Linked DNA regions of Mus musculus: all the other regions are linked to region 1. The links are chromatin contacts, called in public Hi-C and HiChIP or PLAC-seq maps. All regions are on one chromosome and are shown on one strand. Each heading gives the region's core, a stretch centred on a gene start, on an enhancer-like site or on the middle of the called end of the contact. The rest is flanking DNA. Distances are from core to core; before and after follow the strand shown.

Region 1 (2,903 bases), core at 74-2,573:
GCAACAGAAAAACAAACCAGGGTAAACCCAGTGTCTTGGGGGCCGTTGTCACTCGAAAGGGCGGATATGGTGCTTTTTGTCCAGGTATGCTTTGCAGGATTGCTTTTTTTCTGTTACTCACTGTAGCAGTAATAGTTAATCTGCTCTAACTCCCTGCTGGGGGCTGCGTGTGTGCTTCTCGGTACCACCTCAATATTGTAGATTCTTGAATGAAACACACACACGCACACACACACACACACACACACACACACACACACACAGCCTTATTTTTAATATGCCTGTCTTAGTTAGGGTTTTACTGCTGTGACAAGGCAACTCTTATAATGACAACATTTAATTGGGGCTGGCTTACAGGTTCGGAGGTTCAGTCCATTATCATCAAGGCAGGAACATGGCAGCATCCAGGCAGGTATGGTGCAGGAGGAGCTGAGAGTTCAACATCTTCATCTGAAGGCTGCTAGCTGAATACTGACTTCCAGGCAAATAGGGTGAGGGTCTTAAAGCCCACACCCACAGTGACACATCTACTCTAGCAAAGTCACACTTCCTTACTCCCTGGGACACGTGTATACAAACCGCCACAATGCCCTAAAAAGCTCAATGCTGCTGGGCCCCTCCCAAACTTCCACATTGCTGATGCCTTCCCTCTGAAACTCCTGAGTTACTACTTACTAAAGAACTATATCCCATCTTTGCTACCCCAAACGGGAGAGGGTCCCCTGGGTCTGCTCTTCCCTGGCTCTTCCATGACTGTGTGCTTTCTCTCCTGCAGCTCCCAAGCCTGATCCTCCTGCTTCCCTGTGGCGCTTGTAAATATCCCCTCTTCTTCCCTGGGTTCCCTTGCCTGGAAAATCTAAAGTCCCGCCTCTGTCTCCCTGCCCAGCCATTGGCCACCGGCAACTTTATCTACCAACTAGAGCCAACTAGGGCCAGGGATCCATGGCATCTTACATGCAGACGTGTGAATTCCCGTGTAATTTGGGAACCCAGTTAACATAATATAAGCAATACACAGAATCCACAACAACCCATCCTCCTGTGGATGTGTTTCCAGTACTACAGAGGCTCTGCTGGGACCCTTGCTCCTCAACCTGGTGTAGATTTCCAGGAATCTCATGGCTCAGCCTCCTCTCTCCCCTCTCTACTGTTTGCTGGGCTGCTAGCAATACCGTTCCGTGTACTACGGTTTCTCCCTCCTTCTCAAGCACTGTGATAGCTGGCACACAGGGTTCTTAAGCAGTAGCGTGCTATTTCAGTGTCTCAGGCCAGTGGGGAAGAAGAGACTAAACAGAGATCTGGAAGAGGAAGCTGCTTGCTTCCCCCACACCCCCCACTTCCTTCCTGCCCTGTTTCTGAAGCTGAAAACCACAGGGGCCATTTGTGCAGCTCTGAATCATGTCTTCCTGGGAAGCCTGGCAAGGTGGTAGGTTGAAAGTGGTTCTTGGAGACCCAAGATCGGGTGGGAGAGAAGGAGGTTGGGTTGGCGCATCCCCAGATTTGGGTTCTGTGACCCATTTCCTCTTGTCTAGAACCTTCTCCGCAGCTATAAAGGCCATTCCCTGCTGTGCACCTTGTGCTGAGGCAGCTGGAGGTTCACGGTGCTGTCTGAAGTGCTGTACACGGGCCCCTGGACTCTGGGTTAATGAAAGCCAGTGTCAACCTTATCCATTGGTGCTGTGGTTTGAATATGAGATGCCCCTAGAGGCTCATCTGTTTGGATACTTGGTCCCCAGTTGGTAGCACTGGTCTCCCAATAGCACTATTATCTGGTGTGGTGGGAGTTTTAGAAGGTGGAGTCTCACTTCAGAAAGTGGGTCCCTGGGTGTATCCCTTGAGGATTTATCCCTCTGCCTTCTGAACTTTGGGGATGTGAGGAGCTGTCCTGCTACCACAGAGCTGCGTGCTGCTGTGCCTTCTCTGCCTGGTGGATAGCATCCCCTCCAACAATGAACCCCTGAGTTGTCTTTTGCCAGACATTTGGTCACAGCAAAGGGAAAATATCGAATATAATTAGTGTATGAGTGAATCCCAGGCTGGAGAGAGACTTGGGTGCTGAGAAGAGTAAACTGAAGAACCGTCTTTAGAAGTGGGGTCTAGTGGGCTGGAGAGATGGCTCAGCGGTTAAGAGCACTGACTGCTCTTCCAGAGGTCCTGAGTTCAATTCCCAGCAACCACATGGTGGCTCACAACCATCTGTAGTGGAATCTGATGCCCTCCCTTCTGGTGTGTCTGAAAACAGCTACAGTGTACTCATATACATAACATAAATAATTAAAAAAAAGGGAAGTGAGGTCTAGAGTTTAGATGACTGCTCCTAAGAAATTATGTCAGGGCTCTATCTGAGTGGTCACAGTGGTCCCTGAGGGCATATGTATATGTATATGTATGTGTATGTGTATGTGTATGTGTATGTGTATGTGTATGTGTATGTGTATGTGTATGTGTATATGTGTATATGTATATCTCTCCATTCTGGTCCTGTGGACTCTTGAAGTCTTTATATACTTATTGGGTCACATTGTGGCATCTTAGCCACAAGGGGAAACCTCTCAAATGTAAAACGTTGACTATGTCTGTGGCTGGTGGATATGTTTCCTGCCATTTAATAAACTTAGCCTACTAAGCAAAATAGTCCCCGGTAGTGCATGAGACCATGCCCATATCTGCTGACCATGTTGGAGATGTTAAAGATAGCAGCAGAAGAGCTCAGACCATTCTAAAAGCCAGTTCGCATGCGCCAGCTCAGATCCTCAATCGCACAAGCCTCTAATACTTAGCCTGCAGCTGAGCACAGAGCTCTCCGCCCGCATTCTGTCTCTATGGGTACAAACCAGGACTGAGAGAGACCCTCCCGGCGTTAAAAAGATTGCCTTGGAACGGCTTCGAAGGAGCTCCCAGGT
Region 2 (2,865 bases), core at 154-2,653, 180 kb before region 1:
TCTCCTCAGGCACAGACATAACAAACTTACCATGTTTCCTAAAAGGCCTAGAGAACATGTACCGGGTGCCTCTCCTCTTTCCCTTTGTGTTCGTCATTTTGGCGAGTTACTGAAACCAGAAAAGTTATCAGTCAAATAACAATTCACAGTTTATGTTATTAACTGTCCCAATAACCACACCCCCAAAAGTCATCTTGTCGCACAGGGCAGGCCCTCTCAACCTCAGCACCTCCGTCAACCTTCCAAATCACAGGAATTGAAAATGGGTGCCCACAATTCCTCTTAGCAAAAGAGGCCAAATTCTATCATTAGCACCATCAGACTGGATGCTAGAACTTAAGCCAATACATTGCAACCTGCAACTCCAGGGTAACTTGAAGACCACCAAACTCAGCCTCTTTGATGCTGTTTAATTCCATTTTACTACAGTAGCTTTCTATCAACAATCTCTTAATCGCACACCTGCACTTTCGAATGCTATTAGGAAGCATGCATAGAAAACCACATTCCAACTAAATTTAAATGCTAATTTAACACCATCTACGAACTTACCTACTACACATATTTAGAACCAGATCGTGTATTCCCACAAACCAACAAGGTTTGGATTACTCCAGTCATCCAGGGCAGAAATACCCGCCATTCCTAACCACAAGGGAAGCTCCAAAGCATGGTGTACTAGACATAACCCCTTGCCCTTGTAGTCTTAAGCAGCCTTAATGTTACCTTCCTTCCCCACGCTCGTCTTCTAGGGCCAAAATTCCTAAGTGTTTCATGTATCCAGAGGAAGGGTCCCCATTACATCATTACCAGGCTGACCCGGCGGGCACCCTCCTCGCCCGAGCCAATTCCAGGCTTCGGCACCCCGGCATCGTTAAGACCCAAGCAGAATCCTAAGTCCCAGCCCGACAGCACATGCTCAAGTCTGGGGTTGGGCGGACGCCCGGCAACCAAGACTGCGCCAGGCCCGGCTCCCCCGGATAGAAGCTCCCTAGCATACACCGCCCAGGGCAGTGACCTCCAGACGGTCTCCCCACGCCCCTAACACGCAGTCTCTGCGGCGTGGGCGCCACACGCAGCGTGTGTGGAGAACAAGACGAGAGAGCCACGCGCGTACCAACCTGGAAGATGGCTGCGGCGGCCGAAAGGAGGAGGGCGGGGCTGCGCGCTCTTACAAGGCCCGAGGGCTGCCCGCGAAGCTGCCTGAAGAGAAACGCCGGGCCCGCGAGGCTGGTCGAGAGAACCTCATCGTCCCGATAACCTGGAGACGCCGTGAGGACACGCTCCCCGGCGCAGATTAAAGGCAGCAGGCCAACAGAAACTCACTCAGGCATCCTGCTAGACATCCCGGAATGGGGCCCTCGCGGGCGTGGAGCCGGACGCGACTTCCGTAGCGTGCTGACGTTACCTTGCGTCGTGTGACGTAGGAGGCACCGCCTCTCTGGGTTGCCCAGCGTTTTGCGGTGTGGTACTTGTTAGTGTTAGTGTCTCCTGAGTTTCCAGGCCATCCTGAGCCACATAGGCGAGACCCTGTCTCAAACAAAACAAAACGCCTCACTTTGGTTTTCTTTCCTCTCATACCTGTAGCTCGAGCCTATCTAGAGACTAGCCTATCTTGTCTATTAATTGTACAAAATAATAGGTTTCATTTTGACATCTTAAGACAGGCGTGTGTGTAAAGTACTCTCATCATAGGCACCCCATTAGCCTTTTCCTTCCCTTCCTGTCTCCCTGGCTGTAGATAAGGGTGTTTAGTCAGTCATACTGGAAGCAGTATTCCTAATAATCTATGGGGATAACCGAATTGGATATTACGAGCGCTCGAATAATAGATGAGGACTTTGAGAGATGAACATTGTTATTTTTATAATAGCTATTCGGATCGTCATTCCACATATGCAGTAGTGCCCCACTTAAAATTGGAGACATTAATTTCTGTCCTTAGTATGCGTTCTTGGGAAGGTAATTCCCACCTTCAGCAAAACAAGAAACTAGCGTGCTGGTTCAGCCAGGAGGCTGGAGTGAGTGCACGTCTTAAGCTGAGATCTCTGCCAAGCCATGCTCACGGACAGCCTGCTGACCGGAGTCTTCTGCCTGCTTCCAAGCTTCATCCTTGAATATTTATGAACTCTGAAAACCACTGTATCCGGCTAATAAACCCCAATAATAAATTCGCTAAAATCCAGCGAGTGACATATCCAGCCAGGGTTAGGTTCTGCTGTTTGAAATCCCTACATGATGACCATTTAATTGGAAGGTTCTGTAATAAGACTGAAGCCCTAGCCGGGCGTGGTGGCGCAGGCCTTTAATCCCAGCACTTGGGAGGGCAGAGGCAGGCGGATTTCTGAGTTCGAGGCCAAGGCTGGTCTACAGAGTGAGTTCCAGGACAGCCAGGGCTATACAGAGAAACTCTCTTGAAAAACCAAAAAAAAAAAAAAAAAGAAAAAAAAAGACTGAAGCCCTATCTCAGTGTGTGAAAAACATAACTGATTTAATTAACCAGGAGTTTAATCCGAGGCTTCAATTATTGAGCAAACTTTAATATCTATGACCAAATTATGTACGGTTACTTATAATTAATTTTTATCTTGGTCATAACAAAATTTTATCCCCAAGGCAATTTTTGTTTGATTTTGAGATAGAGTCTCATTGTGTGGCTATGACTTATTTGGAACTCAGAGGAATCTGTCTCCCTCTGCTTTTTGAGATCTGCCTGCCTCTGCATTCTGGGTGCTGCGATTAAAGGTGGACACCATCATATCTGGCCTGATTTTTCTGTTCTTTAGCATATTACTTACTTTAGTTGATTTGGGTTGAGTGTAATCAAAATGATACTAGTGCTTGCCTAAGAGTTGAGAACATAAA
Region 3 (2,760 bases), core at 102-2,601, 250 kb before region 1:
GGCCCGAATATTTAGTTATTATTATAAATAAATACACTGTAGCTATCTTTAGACGCACCAGAAGAGGGCATCAAATCTCATTACAGGTGCTTGTGAGCCACGATGTGGTTGCTGGAATTTGAACTCAGGACCTCTGGAAGAGCAGTCAGTGCTCTTACCCGCTGAGCCATCTCATCAGCCCCCAACTAATTTTTAATAGCCACCGTCCTAGTCTCAGCTTCTGTGGGAGCAATGTTTTAATTGCACACACTAGTTCACGGTAAAGGTTTGCTTTCTGAGGGATGCTGGGGATTGATCACCCACGGCCCGTGTTCACGGCGTAATTTTAAAATGAGTGGGAATTATATACATGCATGCATGTATGTATTCATTTTTAATGTGTTAAATGTATTTTTGTCCGGTATAGGACTCACTTCTTTAATCCCAGCACTCAGGAGACAGAAGCAGGGGAGTCTCTGAGTTCTAGGCCAGGTTGGTGTACAGAGCGAGTTCCAGGACAGCCAGGGCTACACATCGAAGCCCAGTCTTGAACCCACCCCCACCCCACCCCGCCGCCAAAAAAAAAAAAAAAATGTATTTTTAAAATTCAGACTTGCTCCATCGCCAAGTGCTTTGAAACCCAGTAGCTTAAGTTAACCGTTTGTTTCTAGTAAAGGCTGACTTTTCCTCATTTAGGCCCCCAAATCAAGTCTTTGTGTTGAGAAGGTAGAATCTAGCACCAGCCTAAATCGAATCGTCTCATTTGCAGATAGCTTTGTTTCTAAATATGAACGTCAGCAAACATAGCACAGAAATACATCTATTCTTCCACAGGACCCTGGGATCGACTGAGAAAACGTTTAACCCAAGTGAGACTTGCTCCGTGAATCCGTTACAAGAGTTACAACTTGATTAATTTCAGGTGGACATGTCCCCTCTGGGTCTGGGGCCCAGGAACAGGTATATGGCAGTGGAGGATTCTGGGACATCCCCCATCCAAATCTGGGCATCCTGAGGACAGGATATCCCGCCTAGCTCAGTCGGGTCTGTACCTAGAAATCAACTGTCCAGTACCGCTAGAGTCTAACCACTAACCAAAGGGTGAGAAGTCCCATGCAGATCCCTCGAAATGACGCAGTAAAGGATGTTAAAGTGATAATGGCCCACAGGATTGGGGGCGGTAGGGGGGGAGGGGCGAAACAAACCGTGACCTCCAACAGCAGAAGTCAGGACATGATCACCCCCCAGAGACCACTGACTTATCCTTAAAACCAACCGGAAGCAGTTGGAAGCAGCCCCTTCCCTGCCCAGCTCTCTGCTAAACCCGAGGTTCACCTCGAGAAATGACACTTCATCCCTTGGGATCTGGCGCCATCTGCTGACAGCCGCTGATACTACGTAAATGAACCTTTAAAAGTTAGCCTCCAAAACACAATGCATTACCTATGATGTTGTTCATTCCACACACAGGGGAGGAGGGCCCTGGCTCCCAACAAGGCAGAGAGCAATGCAGGCTATAAATGGTAGGACTCTCAGTAGTTGAAGGGCTGTGCTGTTCGAAGCGAAGCCACCATGATATGATGGGGTTTTTGTTTGTTTTGTTTTTATGGACAGCTCTCCTGGGGTGCGGGGAGTGGGGGGAGGTGGAGGTTACTGCCTAACCCTGAGGAGCCAGCAGGTGCAAGGAAGGGCTTCTGGGAGTATCCTTGAGGAAGGGGTGACCTCACAGTGTTATGGGGACAGAGTAAGGGCATGGGAGCTAAATTGAACAGGTAATTTGTGTAGGCAAAACCCTGAAATGTGCCGGGCAGTGGTGGTGCACGTCTTTAAGCCCAGCACTTGGAAGGCAGAGGCAGGCGGATTTCTGAGTTCGAGGCCAGCCTGGTCTACAGAGTGAGTTCCAGGACAGCCAGGGCTACACAGAGAAACCCTGTCTCAAAAAACCAACAACAACAAACAAAAAACAAAAACCCTGAAATGTGTGTTTGGGACATTCCATAAAATACGGCGGAGGAGAAAGTGTGTTCTGGTTATGTTGCTGAGAGGGAATTTCAAGCCAGATCTTTAAGAAAAGACTGCTCTGCAGAAGATGAAACTCTAATGGAAAAAATAAAGTAATATTTCCAGAGTTGTGGTTTAATTACAGAGGAATGAAGTCACAGGTTACTTTTAAAATTATGAGCTAATTTTTTTAAAAATGTCTGTCTCTTAGGCTAGAAGTGGCAGAGACGGAGCCTTTGGAACGGCATTTCTCAACCTGTAGGTCTCCACCCCTTTGCATGCAAACCGACCTTTTGACAGGGGCCGCATATCAGACACCCTGCATATCAGACATTTACATTATGATTCATGACAGTAGCAAAACTACAGTTATGAAGTAGCAATGAAGTAATTTTACAGTTGGGGGTCACCACAACATGAAGGAAGTGTATTAAAGGGTCGCAGCCTTAGGAAGGTTGATATCCGCTGCTTCGAAGTTACAGGAAGTTGTGAGCTACTCCATGTGGCTTCTGGGAAACAAACTACAGGGGCAGTGAGTACCCTTGACCCCAGCACAAGAACTACATTTATTCATTTGTTTGGCTGTGTAGCTCTGGCTGCCCTGGAATTCGCTATAGAGACCAGGCTGGCCTCGAACCCCTGGCCTCGAACTCACAGAATCCCATCCGCCACTGCAGTACAGGGCAACTAAAAATGCGAAGAGCCCTGAAGTAGCATGTGCTATATAATGTAAGCTAGGCCAGTTGGGTGAAGCCACCAGGTGGTGCTATTGTCTCAAAA

What was found. Hi-C and Micro-C count contacts between places; a contact is called where the count stands out from the background. HiChIP or PLAC-seq counts read pairs in DNA pulled down with a chosen protein or histone mark.
Region 2: an H3K4me3 HiChIP or PLAC-seq map of the 230-238 cell line shows a contact between it and region 1, with 34 read pairs. The contact joins the promoter of Rpl21 here to the enhancer-like site in region 1. A contact is called at or near these places in 7 of 39 promoter capture datasets (the C10 cell line, liver, macrophages and 2 more), 4 of 115 datasets of contacts at active chromatin or transcription factors (the 230-238 cell line and embryonic stem cells) and 3 of 9 other capture datasets (adipose tissue, liver and pancreatic islet).
Region 3: a contact with region 1 is called in a Hi-C map of B cells, with 3 times the contacts expected there. The contact joins two enhancer-like sites. A contact is called at or near these places in 4 of 484 Hi-C or Micro-C datasets (the AML12 cell line, B cells and liver), 7 of 115 datasets of contacts at active chromatin or transcription factors (the 230-238 cell line, bone marrow-derived macrophages, embryonic basal ganglia and 2 more) and 1 of 9 other capture datasets (embryonic stem cells).

The regions. Positions count from the first base shown.
Region 1 is chr5:146,654,046-146,656,948 of GRCm38.p6, reverse strand. No RefSeq gene overlaps it. Among named protein-coding and RNA genes, the nearest start is that of Gm34700, 45 kb to the left of the region's middle. Within about 2 kb of position 1,323, at least 80 of the 459 cell types and tissues checked have an H3K27ac peak or open chromatin away from gene starts, as enhancers often do. A contact at or near this core is called in the 230-238 cell line, B cells, adipose tissue and 2 more, where this site is marked.
Region 2 is chr5:146,831,428-146,834,292 of GRCm38.p6, reverse strand. Rpl21 (ribosomal protein L21) reads right to left here and starts at 1,403. Exons shown (of 6, transcript NM_019647.6): 1 at 1,122-1,403; 2 at 31-109. The coding sequence starts at 97.
Region 3 is chr5:146,904,577-146,907,336 of GRCm38.p6, reverse strand. No RefSeq gene overlaps it. Among named protein-coding and RNA genes, the nearest start is that of Gm10858, 8.9 kb to the right of the region's middle. Within about 2 kb of position 1,351, at least 12 of the 459 cell types and tissues checked have an H3K27ac peak or open chromatin away from gene starts, as enhancers often do. A contact at or near this core is called in B cells, where this site is marked.